2 separate regions of the Mus musculus genome follow, and region 1 is linked to region 2. The links are chromatin contacts, called in public Hi-C maps. All regions are on one chromosome and are shown on one strand. Each heading gives the region's core, a stretch centred on a gene start, on an enhancer-like site or on the middle of the called end of the contact. The rest is flanking DNA. Distances are from core to core; before and after follow the strand shown.

Evidence for each region. A called contact is a pair of places that touch in the nucleus more often than the background predicts.
Region 1: a Hi-C map of cranial neural crest shows a contact between it and region 2, with 1.6 times the contacts expected there. The contact joins two enhancer-like sites. A contact is called at or near these places in 1 of 484 Hi-C or Micro-C datasets (cranial neural crest) and 2 of 115 datasets of contacts at active chromatin or transcription factors (large pre-B cells and stem cell-derived neural progenitor cells).

Annotation. Positions count from the first base shown.
Region 1 is chr14:100,948,401-100,953,037 of GRCm38.p6, forward strand. No RefSeq gene overlaps it. Among named protein-coding and RNA genes, the nearest start is that of Gm46481, 110 kb to the right of the region's middle. Within about 2 kb of position 2,306, at least 13 of the 459 cell types and tissues checked have an H3K27ac peak or open chromatin away from gene starts, as enhancers often do.
Region 2 is chr14:100,455,635-100,460,202 of GRCm38.p6, forward strand. Gm34199 (a long non-coding RNA gene) reads left to right here. Exons shown (of 6, transcript XR_003951137.1): 4 at 181-373; 5 at 1,553-1,748. Among named protein-coding and RNA genes, the nearest start is that of Gm26367, 39 kb to the left of the region's middle. Within about 2 kb of position 2,732, at least 156 of the 459 cell types and tissues checked have an H3K27ac peak or open chromatin away from gene starts, as enhancers often do.

The DNA of each region.
Region 1 (4,637 bases), core at 1,056-3,555, 490 kb after region 2:
AAGTATAAGACACTGGTTTTCTTGTAGCCTATATAAATACATATTCTATATAGCTTATATAAATGAATATAGTCTATATAGGTATATGCTTTATGTACCCTATATATTATATTTAACCTATACATGACTATGAACCTATTATGAATAGCATATATAAATATGTGTAACATATGTAAGCAAACATATATATATATATACTATATACTATATATATATAATATACAGTATATATAGTACATACATTCATATATATATATATATATATATATATATATATATATATATATATATGAATGAATGGAAAATAACATTTGAAAACTAAGAAGCCACAGTGCAGTCAACTCCTCCATTCCTCCATTCTTTCCTGCTGCAAGCTACACTCTAGGAAAAAAAACCCTAGGATTTCTATGCTTTCATGTCATTCAATTCCTGTATTGTATCTTTTTTCTATTTCTGTTTTCAAATCAGCCAGTTCTTAACGTAATTTTCTCTCATTTTTACTGTACCTTGGCTGATAGGGGCTCCAACAATGCTCTGCATGTTTAGTCTGAAGTACCATATGGTCACTTCGAAACGATCCACTGTAACAAGTAACACAGCTACCTCAACAGCACAAGAGGTCTGTGTGGGCAGCAGGCTTTAGGAGGATTTCTTAAAATCATGCACTGAACCACTGTATCATAAATTCCCAGTTTTGCATTTCTGTAAATGCTCACCTCAATGTATTGATTTCTGTAATGGTAGAAAAGGAAAATGGTCCCCAAGTCTCAGTGACTCAGCATAGTATATTTTCTCCTGGGTAAGTATATGCTTAATTTCTTATTTTACAGATATTTAAGAATACATACATGCACACATATATACACACATCTATTTACATATGTGTATTCTAGCATATATCATATCATTATGTTTTTCTCTCTTGAATCTAAACAGCCTTCTTGCCTTCAGTTATCAGGTAATAGAAAATTATACATTGGCAATGTTCAAACAGCTGGCTGATAAGCAACCACATCTCTTCTGCCTCTTTTATTAGTCACACCTCTGTCAGTATGTTCCTCTTACTTCAAGGAGCTTGCAGATGTATTTATAATGTGCCAAAGAGGAAGAAAACATGAATCTTGGCAAACACTAACAGTTTCGGACACTAAGTCCAAAGCAAAATAGATTTAGAGGACTTCCCAAGGGATTCATTTTAGGCAAATAAACTGGTAGGAATCTGATGATTTTACTAGCAGATCTGAAAGCATGAATTTCTGTCTTCTATAAGAAGAAATGATGTATCAGGGAAATGAAATGATATAGAAAAATGTCATGACAAAATTAGAAAACTCAAGAAAAAAAGAAAACTATGTTATTTATTTCCTATAAATAAAGGAATTTAGAATATGCATGAGGTTTAGGTGTTCACAGGATAAACAAAAAGTGAAAATGTGAATTTGATGTGTAAAACATGTCCTTTTTATGGATCAATTTAAAGACTGTGAAATTCATTCCTCCCTTAAAATACCTAAATTTTATCCATCAGTACATGAATACCTGCATGAAAACAAGATGAAAAACACAATCAATTGTCCCCAAAAAATGTTTAACTGTGATCTATAAAGTTAAAATATCACAGAAGATTCAGTGACAACATGGGATAGACTCCAAAGGTTTTTGAGTTGTGACAATGCAAATGGACTCACATACCTGGACATGGGAAGCCTCCTGGGCAGAGGTGTAGTAGAAGCCAACACTGATATTTGGACACTGGATGTCTGACTACAGTTAAGAGAAGAATGGGGCTACGGTACCTGTACTGAGTACTGCCATTGCCAGCTGTCATTATATACTTCGGTGAATATTATTACCTCTAGGAAAGTTCACCAAACACACTTCCTCTCAGTGTTTTGTTTATCAATAATTACATGCTATTACCTGAACTTAGCAGATCGAGGACCATTGTGAAGAGTAAGCAATTTTTTTTCTCACCAATTACGTCTTTGTGTGAAAATGGAGCTAGTTACTGGGAGATAGTAATAGCATTGGATTAAAACTACTTTCATGAAAGCTTCACTCCATAGGGCTCCTTTCGTGGCTCAGATAATGCATCTAGGTTATTTAGGGTCTGAGGCTTATCAAAAGAGACAGAATGAATCGTGCTGGGTTGTGTGATATGATTTGGAGAAGAGAACTGACTGCCCTAAAATGAAAAAGACGAAGTAATTTTCCATAGGCTTTTGAATCCTAAGGTTTACCCTCCTGTTCCCCCTATCGTCCATCTAAAGATTAAAGAGTGAAACAATCAGCGGATTTTAAAGTGAAGGGGAAGGGAGGGTGGTCTGCACCTGGAAACCATTTTCTTGATTTGTGCTGGCTGTAGTCCTGGAGATAGAACAGCAAGAATTCCGCTCTGGGGTTTCTTTGAAATCTGGGGAGAATGATTTGTGTGAGGAGGGGGAATAGAGGAATCATGGGGGGGGGGGGAGCTCATTCCTTCTTGCCACATTGCTGTGCTGCAGAGGAAGAGTCTGGTCTGCCTTGGGATGGAGTTGAAAGGAAATCAACAAGGCAGCTTCAAGTATGCAAGAATTTGTTATGGACTTGCCAACTTTTCAAACATAACTGTCTGTGTTCAGAGGCTGCCAACACGAAGCACACATGGTTCAGTACTGCAGATCTTCCCAATAACTGTGCAAATCACAACATGTTTTTGTCTTCAGTGTGCTCAAAAGGTAACCGTGTGAGGTCCCTTTGTTTACATAGTCTGGAAATGCACAATGATAAAATTGCTTTAGAAAATTGAGGCATGAAACACTCATATTCCTAGTTATTTTCTATTTGTGCCAATTGGTGAGTTCCAAAGTATCGCTCACCCCAAAAGAAGACAAAAATGCAATAGAATAAACTATATTGTTAATTTCATGAACACTTGTATGCTTTTAAAAATAATATTTATTCTTTGAAATTTTTATATATGCACAATGTATTTTTATCTTACGTATTTTACACGCCTTCCCCTAACTCCTCGCAGATCTCCCACACACTCCCTGTTCATATCTTCATGTCTTCTTTTATTTTTTTTTAACCTGCCTTTTGTCCACTTTATGTGTTCCTTCTCCACTGTTATATTTTCCAACTACACAAAGAAGGCTGGAGGAGAAAGGAGGTATTAATATCCTTAGACTACTTCCTACTGATTAAGGGTATCAAGTTCCTTGGGGCACTTTTGATCTTCTTTGTTAGGATATCTCAACCAGGAACCAGCAACAACTAGCCAATAGCCAGCCAGGAGCCAGCCAGGAGCCAGCCAGGAGCCAGCCAGGAGCCAGCCAGGAGCCAGCCAGCAGCCAGTCAGCAGCCAGCCAGCAGCCAGCCAGCAGCCAGCCAGCAGGAACCACAGCAGGAGAAATTGCAGCAGCCATATCCTTCTCTAGGCCTCTTCATATATATATATATATATACTCTCAAGAGTTTCTAGACTTTCAAATATCATACACTTGGGAAAAACTATCTGCAGCTGGCAAAAATCATGGTCTTGATGAAACAAAAGGCAAATCATAGTCTGCTGCCTTGTATAATCTGAAGCAGCCCCGTATCTCACACCTTGAACAAAAACATATTCATATTCACATAACATTTCTATGTTTTTAAAGAAGCCAAATTTCTTGCAACCCACTGAGTCTATTTTGTTCTTCCTATATATTCAGGAGTGTGGTTCATCTACTGTACCATAATTGACCTACTAGGGGCTACATCTTCAAAGAAAACTGAATCTCTCTCCCCAAGAAGCAATCTATTCTCATAGTTTCTCAGTTAAAGATGGGCTTTCTACTTCATGCTGTAATACTGATTGGCTTAATGTAGCGCAGGTCTTGTGTAGATAAGCTATTGTGAGTTCATGAGTGATACAGCCCTGTCTTGGCCAGAAGATTGTTTACCTCCAGTTCTCTCCAGTCTCTTGCTCTTATAATCTTTCTGTCCCCTCTTCTACAATACTCCCTGAATCTTGGGTGGGAAAGTGATAAAATAGAGATAGATGTCTCACTTGTGACTGAGTGGCCCTGTGACTCTAGTTCATTCTCTGCCCCCCCCCACCTTTGAGAATGCTGAATACAAGAAGGATTATTATAAATTAATTTAATCATATTTTCCTGAGTTTTATAATGACACTGCTCAAGATAGTAAGTCTATGATTCAATGATATAAAACGTGATTCTAGGATTAGCTAAAGAACTTCCTACAGCCATGAAGCTAATTTTTGCTCCTGGGTTTATACTATGGCCATTGAAAAATTGAGATTCAAACTCCCTAAAATCATACCCTTTGCCTTCATCATTTTTCAAATTTATCTTCTCTATGATAGAGCAAATATGGTCCCCAATATTGTTACTACTCTCATATGAAGGCAACATCATATACTGAGACTTGGATACAGACTTGGATGCATTCATTGAGTTTTTATTAATTGAGAAAGTATCTAGCAAAGAAACTTAAAGATGGAAGTAATTTTAAAAATAACATTATTTTATTTTAATGAAATAAAATAAAACCTCAAATAAAAAATTCACACAATTAGATTAAAGTAGTCACTCTGAACTCTGTATAGCTCAGTAAGCTTCTAGAGAGTTAGAATGGCTATTATGACTCTGTGA
Region 2 (4,568 bases), core at 1,482-3,981:
AAAAGTAGAGGTTCAGCAAATCTTTTATATAAACACAGAAACAATCTTGGCTATAATGTTCCTCAAAAGTTATCATTCAGGAGCTCTTGGACAAGCCTCCATTCTTGAAGAATAAACATGAGATGCTGTTTGTAGAACACAGGATGCCTCGGATGCTTACAAAGTTGTCTCATTCTCCAGGTGATCCTTTTCGAAACGCAGAGCCCAGATCACATGGAAGGCAACTAGAGCAGCATATATAGAGGCTTCCTGGACTCTCACTCTCGCTTGGCTGGGCCCTGTGGCTCCTGATTCATTCCTCCCCTAGGGAGAGGCACAGTAATCCTGAAGACTGTAGAAGATAGCAGCTTTGAGGATGAGGGTGATTCTTGAGGTAGGAGCATCATTGGAGGAAGTACAGAAAAGGGGTTTCTGCACAGCTCCCCTGTTCTCAGATCTCAAATGTACTTGGAAGCCCTTAGAGTATAACTAGAATATGTCATAGACTTATGATGATATTGTGATTTAGTCAACATCCCCTATTCCATTTGACAGTAGAAATATATTTATTTTCACTCATTGAATACGGTCTTTTGGGTAGGTCTGTGCTTTCTGAAATGAGAGTCAATAAATTCCAAGGGCACAACCATGAGATTAGAGGGTTATGCACATTTCTCTCGACTCACATAATTTCTCTCTATATGGCAAAGTACAAGGAGTTCCATATAATTCATGGGGCTCACGGTTTTTCTTGTGGGAATGTAAAATTTACTTGAACCACTTACTTTTTAAGAGATGAAATGGATATAGTTAGACCTACCTGGTGTGTTTTTTGTCTTTGTTTTTATTTTTATTTTTTTTACTCTGTGGAAAGTTGGCTTCCTGTTAATTGCATGCACGGTCTCAAAGCTCTTTACAGAATCTTTCATAAGTGATATTAATAGTAATGGTAGATTTTTTATTAATAATGCATAATAACAATAGCTCTCATTAAAACAACATCAGTTAAGTGATTAGAGAAATGGTTGGAGTTGTGGTTAGAGAATGGGCCTGCAGACATCAGTCCTGCTGAAGTCATTTATTTTTTCCTTATCAAATAGAGACAACTATAATGAGCGATTAAAAGCTTAATAAAATTCTGCCCTAATTGCATAACTGCAGACTGGGGGTTTTGTTTGTGGGAATGTCCTTGGTGGTATCTTATGATGAGGTTTCCCCAGGAGAAAGAACAGAAAACAAAGCATCCTTTGCAAGTGCTCTTAAGTGAGTCATGGTTTTCTCATTGCTTCCTGTACTACAGTTACCATCAGGAGTGGAAAGGAGCAGGTGTCTGGCTTTCAGTCCCAGCTTTGTTATACACTTCCAGCTGACCATATAACAATGGCTTTGACGCTTGGCTTCTTAACCGTTGTCAGTCAAGGATTCCATTGACTTAGTAGATAATTTCACTAACCAGTGTTCTACCAGGTGCCCTCTGAGCGCACCCTGCACCCTGGCCATTTCCACCTTTGTCCAGAGGCTCTCATTTCCTGGGTTTTTACTCTGCCTCTCTTCTGCTTCTGCATCTTCACAGGCACAGGAAGGCCACCTATGGCCATACAAGCTTAGAATCCTGCCACTCCAACTACTTCTCTGCCAGCTCTTTCTACTCGCCCCCAGACAACCAAGGATAAGCAAGATGAATGAGCTCATCTTAAGAAGCTGAATGCTGGGGAAGCCAGGCCAGCTCTTGATGCTTCCTTTCCGGTTCCTTTCCACGCTATATACAAGTATGTCCTAAAGTAGGAATGAAGCAATGTCTTCAGTATGGATGTTAAACCTCTACAATGATCAATGCAAGGTAGAGGGCCACTATGTGCAACAATGTAAGAAAAGTCTGGTAGAAAGTCTACTGAAGTCATGATGAAAATGGTAAACACTGGACTCTCAGGAAGACAAAGCAAAGTTGAGAGCAGTAAAAGTATTCAGGGAGTCTTCTGAAGATCTAAACCTTAACTCTTAGGGAAGAAAGTGTGTGTGTGTGTGTGTGTGTGTGTGTGTGTGTGTATGTGTGTGTGTGTGTGTTTGAGTGTGTGTGTGTGTGAGATAGAGAGAGAGAGAGAGAGAGAAAAGTGTGTATGTGTGTAATATTTATAACTTATATGTATATGTGTTATATATGTTTATACATATAGTCACATTTTCTAGATGTATAACTTAGAAAGTTAATAATATCAACACAGTTTTCTAAAAAGTGAAATTCAGACTTCATATAGCTTTGTCAAAAAAAAGAAGTATTAAGCAATGATAAAATATGAGCTGACTTAATTTATACTGAGGCTCTCAGGAAATTTGTAGTTTCTGAGTGCGATCTTAACCCCGACAAAGTCAGCATCTATGTGTTTAGGCAGGAGGCTGACCTAGTCTGGAAGCATCAGAATAAATAATACCTCATTGTATTTGCTTTGGCTTGCCATGAGTATTTCCCCACTCCTGGACTCCATGAACTTTGCTGAGTTTTCTATTCCTGACTTCTGGTATTTGGAATGGAGACTCATAAATGGAGATAAGAGCCTTGAAATTATGGTCCAGAATCTCTTCCTCTGCAGGCAAGCTTTAGCTTTCATTTCTAATTTCCCTTAGAAGGAGAACACACATATTGTCTCTCAAAATTATTTGAAAGGAAGCTTCATTAATCACTACGTGGCCACTTCTTAGCCTTAGTCCCAAAGGTCTGGTAAGCTTTAAATCCCTAGTGACACCTGCTGGGCAGACCTCTGCTCCTGCTGCACCCTTCCCTCAACCTGCCTCTTCCACACAAAACTGCTGGCCAGGAGGTGGGGGGCCCATTGCTGCCTCCTCAGTGTCCAGCCAGTCTGCTCTCATGCAGGTGACCCTCGCCCGTGTAGCCTATTCTCACGGTTCCTGAGTTCCTCTGCCTAGGCCCCAGGAATCAAACAAGAAGCTACCAAAGCAAGGCATGGAAAAGAGTGCTGGGGTGAGAAGGGAGGGAGAAGGAGAGGGAGAGGGAGAAAGGGAAAGGAGGCAGAGACACTGACAGAGAAATGGAAAGACAGAGAGAGACAGAGAAAATTTCAACATTCGGCAACCCCCCCCCCCCCCCAGCCCTAAGTTACTAAACTGCTTCTTTGTCTGTAAACTCTGGGGTGAACGATGCCATTCAGCCGTATGTTTTGTTCAAGCACAAACCAAATTATGCTATACTTGCGTATATCTGAACATATTGGTTTATCTTACATAGAGTTTAATTGATGCAAACTTGAACTTCAGTGTGTTAGATTTTCAGGGAAAACACCATCCTGCAATTCAGAGCGTTATGTTTTTCTTTGAACAAAGAGGAAAAAAAAAAAAGGAAAAAGGCAATTAAAACCCTGCTTTCTTTACTTCATCCACACTCTCCAACCACTACAGAAATCCTGTTTAACCTCTTGGAGTGTGACCTCTTCTGTCCTTTCCTGTCCAATGGCAAAATTTCCCTCTGAGCCAACATCTGCATCCTTGGACAGATGTACTTGTGTGCAAAGTCCATGTTAGCTGATCAAGCGTGGCTTTGTTTGCACTTATTCATTGCTCACCCAGCACTGTGTAAGTGGTTTTGCATATTAACTAAGTGCACAGTAACCTTTCTTTACCTCCTTAGAGCTCCACCCCCTCCCACCCGCCGGGGGAAATCAACACTGTTACTCGCCTAGGAAGCTGCCAAGAGGTTGTCATGGCAACCGTTCAGCTTTCAGCAGCTACTTTTCTGGTTTGAAGGGGAGGGGAGAGGAGAGGGGAAAAAAAGCACCATCCACCCAACACACTGAGGAGAACTAGGCAGTTTTCTGATCAGAGTTCAGATAAAGAAAGTCACAGTAATTTGTGGCCACTGACTAAAATAACCCCGGGGATGGGAGAGTTACCACATAAGAAGCAAACTAAAAAGGTAAGCGCAAGAAAAAGGCAGTAATTAAGTTATTCGGTGGTGGTCACAATATGAAGTATTTCGGATTTTGTCAGCCCATGTCATCTAAGATGTTATCTCATGAGTCTTTTTTTTTTCATCCCGAGCCAAACAAAGATGATTTTTTTTATGGGATTCCAAACGTCAGGGAGGCAGCGCAGGAGGGTAAGCCAGCCCCAGAGGGGGATGCTCACATCTGAAAGTCATTTCCCCAAAACTTCATTTAACCCAGGAACAATGCGGCTCTCAGGCACCAGGAGCTGGAACCAGGTGCAGTGCCAGGTCAAAAGGCAGCCTCCGGAGCTCCTCTCAGTGGGGGTGGCTGGCTAGGTGTGCCCAGAAATGGTCTGATTTCAAAGGAAGGTCTGGGTAGGGCTAGACAGGAAAGGGGCAGAGTCAAGAAATGAAAGTTAAGAAACCTAATGCCCGTGGGTATAGAGGCACCCAAAGCTCTGCTAATCTGTCTAGACTCCTGTATTGTCAGAAGAAAGTAGCTCAACATGACTCTTGGTGGCAGTGAGCTGCAGGGTGTGGCAGGAAGGGGCTCTGAGCACTAGAGTGGAAGGACTTGGAACCTGTGTCGCATCCTTTTTGTTCCCCTGTCTGGCTGTCTGATTGTCCGCCTGTCTGTCCATCTGTCCATCTG